Regions from separate parts of the Astyanax mexicanus genome. Here region 1 is linked to region 2. Evidence: chromatin contacts called from public Hi-C data. All regions are on one chromosome and are shown on one strand. The core of a region is the stretch at or near the end of the contact, and the rest is flanking DNA. Distances in the headings are between cores, read along the strand shown. Region 1 holds the start of cenpv (centromere protein V). Region 2 holds the start of LOC103032170 (polymerase delta-interacting protein 2).

Region 1 (2,700 bases), core at 16-2,515, 340 kb before region 2:
TATACAATGTACAATCCATGTTTAACTCATCACAATGGGGACCATCACTGACATCCACTTAATCGGATAACATGAAACTCGTAGACAAAACTTTTTAGTTCCTAGTGGGGCTCCCCACATACAGGCCCCACATGTGCCCATATAAAGGCCCAAAACACTTGGAAACTCATTACATTAAAAATGATGAGTAATGAATTTAGATTCTGGAATTATTTAAAATATAAGTGGGGTCTAAAAAAGAGATATTTAGAAGTTAATTTAACCTGAATTTACATTTACATTCAATTTGCCCTGTGATTTGTCTTCATCAGAATTTCATCTCTAAACTTGACATATTTTTATGTTATTTGTTTTCCTTGTCTGCTTTATACTAAATTTAAAAATAAGATAAAAAATAAAGACATTTTGGGGGGATGTCAACTAGCTGAGGTGGTCATGGGGCAGTCCTGATGAGAGCCATCAAAACATGATTGATGGTCTTTGCAACTACACTCCTTTCAAAGTTTATTCATTTTTTTTCTGATTTACTGACATTCAATTTTGACATTCAGTATTTTCTTATTTAATTAGTTGAGTAGTTCCTGCTATAATGTGGATTAGAACATTACTTAAATAGAGCTATTCACTGTATACTTGTAACTCTAACTCTTCACAACTTTACAACTGATGCTTTCAAACAATTATATATATATATATATATATATATATATATATATATATATATATATATATATATATATATATATATATACTGCACTGGAAAACATAAGGCACCGCCTAAAAATGAAAAGTTTGTTACAAATTTGAAAACCTCTGGAACCTGAGAAAGATGGATGATCACAAGCTATTAAACCAGGCCTGAACTGCTGCTAGAATGATGTTAGACTTTTTGACATAAAGTTATCCAAAAGCAGTGTGTAAGACTGGTGGAGGAGAACATGCCAAGATGCATGAAAACTGTGATAAAAAAAATGTATATACATATTGCATTATTTGAGGTCTAAAAGCTCTGCAAATAAAAAGCTTCTGCAAATAAATGCTCTAAATGACAATATTATTATTTGAAATTTGGGAGAAATGTTGTCTGTAGTTTATAGAATAAAACAACAATGTTAATTTTACTCAAAAATAAACCTATAAATAGCAAAATCAGAGAATCTGATTCAGAAACTGAAGTGGTCTCTATAGATGTGTGTGTGTGATTCAGTTGAAAACGAGTCGGTTCATCTGAACTGTAAAGACTCGTTTGAGTAGAACGAGTCGTTGAGGAGTCAGTGGTCACGTGGCCACGTGACTCAGCTGTTCCTCAGATCTTCCACCACTTTCGCAACAGTGTGATAATAATAATACTTATTTGGAGAAGAGACTAGGAGCTTATAGCGGCTGTTTTTTTACCTGTAGACCTGTAAACACGCTGATAATAACCCCAGACCGAAGCTCTGAGGCAGGAACTGTGCTATAGAGCAGCATGGCGGCCGCTGAGGAGGACAGAAGGTAGGGAGTGAGACTGTATTTACACTGTAAACTCCAATCACTGCTGAAATATCTACTAATAAAGCCCATATATACAATCAAATCATGTGTAGTTTAAATACACTGGTGTGGAAGTAGCTGTGTGCTTAATTAATTATAGGGAAATATATCTGTACTCCTTATTTTTTCAATTTAAACTACAAACTACAGATTACAAATCTTTTCCTCTGTCTTGCCAATCACACATAATCAGTACCCAATGATAAGAAACAATCACAATCACACAAGTGTTAAAATCCACTATTAAGGGCTCCGAGTGGTCCTTAGGACTAAGGCCCTGCGACTATGATCAGGAAATCGCTGGTTCGAATCCTGGTCATGCAGCTTGCCATCAGCTGCCAGAGTCCTGAGAGAGCACAATTGGCCTTGCTCTCTCTCTGGGAGAATAGATGGCGCTCTTTCCCCTCATCACTCCTAGGGTGATGTAGATCAGCACAAGGCGTCTGTGAGCTGATGTATCAGAACCGAGTTGTTGAGCGCTGTGATGCTACTCATTTTGCAAAGAACCGGGGTCTGACTTCACATGTATCGAAGGAGGCATGTGCTAGTCTTCACCCTCTTGGTGTTGGGGCATCACCTAATGAGGGGGTTGGGTAATTGGACTTGTAAGTGGGTTAAAAAAAAATATATCATTTATATATCAATTAAAACAACATATATAAAAATCCCTGTTTTAGAAAGTAAATGTACTAAGCCACTAAGGTGACATCATGTATAAAAAAATAAATATGCATTAAAACGAGGTTCTAAGGCGTGGCCACCAGAGCCTAATGAGTGGGGATGAGATAATTTAGGCATCGAACACACTTTTTTTTTTTTTTACAGTTTTTTTCCATGTACAGTCAGGTTGATGGCAAAACAGAATAATTGAAAATGTGTATTAAATATTTCTTCATTTAATGCTATATGCTGACTAAGGTGTAACACATAATATCCTACCATCCTAATGTCATAATAACCTATTGTTTTTTTATATATTTTTTGATTACAACTCTTTTGCTGGTTGTGTAATACTTGTATATAAAAATGTTTTATATTTAAACTGTTATAAACTTTTTACAGGTTTATAATGTTTTTAAACTGTTGACTCTAAGAGAGCCCTGCACAACAATTAAGGGTAATAAGGGTTATAAGGGAAATTCATTTATTTCACTTATTCAGTCTTAT
Region 2 (2,700 bases), core at 66-2,565:
CATGTCTACAATAAGAAACTAGTTATTTCAAGTAAAACATGAACTTAATGCTATTAATTGTTGTTACAATTAATATACATGCAGACATAAATAATTATAAAGACAAATAATTAATTACAGCATGTAATGTTCTCCCTGTGTAGTGTTTTCTGTTGTGTTTAATATTTTATTACTGTGTACTTATTTGGTGTAACTAGGAAAATATATATATATCGGCTCAAGGCCTGTTACATTACTAACTTAGTATCAAACAATATTTATTTAATTTTTGCTGACCTCAATAATTGCATTAGTGGCATAGTGAGAAGATCCCATTACAGAGAATGAGCTCTTATGTCCTTTTGTTTAAAGACAACAGTTTATGGATGTTTTGTTTATGTAGTATATTCAAACAGTTCAATATTTCGCTACCAAATCCAATAATTGAATACTAATTGCTCTTTCAAACTTCATTGCAACTGCATTGTTACATTATTATGTGATATTATATGATATTTTATGAGTGACATAAAATGGTATTAAAATAACAACAATAACGTTAATCACAATAATATCTGGGCATAACTGGAAATAAACACTCAAAGTAAGCTATGTTTTTTTATGTAATTTAATTATTTTCTTGGCAAAGTACTATATAAATATGTGTAAGGCACAAAAGGTTAGACCTACATTGTAGGTGTGGATAGATTCATTATTTTTCATTATATCATTTTTTATCATTCTTAAGATTTTTTAATAAAAATATTTTATAAAATCTTTACTTTTTATTTGTCAATTGTTATGGTCATTTTCCAGTTTTTAATGTATATATATTTTATTCATCTAATTAATTTTTTATGTTATGTTTATTTTAAATGTGTATATTAATTTCCTTATGATTTCTAATCTAAATGTTTTCAATACCTTTAAAATTGTAAATAATCGGCTGCATTGTAAATTACTACCTAATTCCTATGTGTGCCTTAATTGTTTTGGTGTCTTTGAGGTCTGAAAGCTCGGCATCGTTTTTTGTTATTTCAGTCATTTCTCATTTTCGCCAAATAAAAGCTCTAAATGACAAAATTTTATTTGGAATTTGGGGGAAATTATGTTCGTAGTTTATAGAATAAAACAACAATGTTCATTTTACTCAAACATAAACCTATAAATAGCAAAATCAGAGAAACTAATTCAGAAACTGAAGTGTTTTTTTAAGCTGTATAATATTCCAGTGAATCAGAACCGAGAGTCCAAAGCTCAGGAGTCGAATCAGGTTTCTCAAATGAATCAAATGTGCAGAATCGACTCTTTTTGTAGGAGTCGGCACACAGAGCTAGCCTAACTGAACCGGTCTGTGGAAAGATGGCGGCGTGTGTGATACGCAGGGGGCTGCTGTCCGCCGTTAATAAGTACAGTAAACCCAGCTCGCTGCGGGCGCTGAGCGCGGAGCTGAGCCGCGGGGCGGAGGCGGGCCGGCGACGGGGTGTGCCGTGCTGTGTGTGCGGGGGAGCGGGTCTCCAGCAGCAGCGCTTCATGTCCTCCCGGTAAGAAGCGGTTCACAGCTTATCTCTGCGGAGCTAACGAGGCTAAAGCTAGTTAGCATAGCTAAGCTTTATTTACACTATTAATCAGTTCATAAATCACACGTTTACCTGCCTAATATCACTATTGACACTGTTAATAACCTGTAATCATATATAACCGAGCTGCCAGGCTTTCTAACACAGTGTTAGCTGTGCAGGCTGAGCTGTGCAGGCTGAGCTGCTGGATGGCAGGCTGTTGTGTAACCGCTTAAATTGCGCAGCTTGCTGGATTCAGCCATGCAAGGTCAGCTACTCCCCCAGCTCTACAGCTAAAGCCTTATTCTTCAACAGTTTCCACCTTAAAAAACTGCGGCGAGGAGTTATTTCCTCCTTAAAACTATGGTGAGAAATTGTTTCCACCTTAAAACTATGGTGAGAAATTGTTTCCACCTTAAAACTATGGTGAGAAATTGTTTCCACCTTAAAACGTGGGTTAGGAATTATTTCCACCTTAAAACTATAGAGAAATATTAGTTTCACTTTAAACTATGGTGAGTAATTATTTCCACATTAAAACTATTGGAGAGATATTAGTTTCACTTTAAACTATGGTGAGTAATTATTTCCACCTTAAAACTATTGGAGAGGAATTATTTCCACCTTAAAAATGTGGAGCGGAATTAGTGCCAAATAGAAAAGCAAACACTACCCTAGAAAAATACGGAGCCCCTAAGGTGACATCATGTTAAAACAAATATTGCAAGGACAAGACTAAGTAATGTGTGGGAATGAGATCTTAATGCATTGACACAGTTTATTAATGTGTGGGAACAAGATCCTAATGTGATCCTAATGTGTGGGAACGAGATAATTATGTCATAGCCACATAATAATAAAGTTTGCTTTTCAGTAAATGAGAGTGCCCATTAAGAATATTACAAGAATGTTAAGGTGTGGTTACCACAACTTATTAATGCGTGGGAACAATATCCTGATGAGTGGGAACAAGATCCTAATGCATTGCCACAACTTATTAATGTGTGGGTACGAGATCCTATTGCATGGAAACGAGATAATTAAGTCGTAGCCAGAGAATAATAAAGTTTGCTTTTCTGTAAATTAATGTTCATGAAGAATATTGCATGAATATTAAGGTGTAGGAACAAGATCCTAATTTGTTGCCTCAACTAATTAATGC

What was found. Hi-C and Micro-C count contacts between places; a contact is called where the count stands out from the background.
Region 1: a Hi-C map of blood shows a contact between it and region 2, with 8 times the contacts expected there. The contact joins the promoter of cenpv here to the promoter of LOC103032170 in region 2. A contact is called at or near these places in 2 of 3 Hi-C or Micro-C datasets (blood and muscle).

What each region holds. Positions count from the first base shown.
Region 1 is chr1:11,517,144-11,519,843 of AstMex3_surface, reverse strand. cenpv (centromere protein V) reads left to right here and starts at 1,265. Exons shown (of 5, transcript XM_022665829.2): 1 at 1,265-1,494. The coding sequence starts at 1,469.
Region 2 is chr1:11,181,615-11,184,314 of AstMex3_surface, reverse strand. It overlaps LOC103032170 (polymerase delta-interacting protein 2), which reads left to right and starts at 1,315. Exons shown (of 11, transcript XM_007233544.4): 1 at 1,315-1,523. The coding sequence starts at 1,342.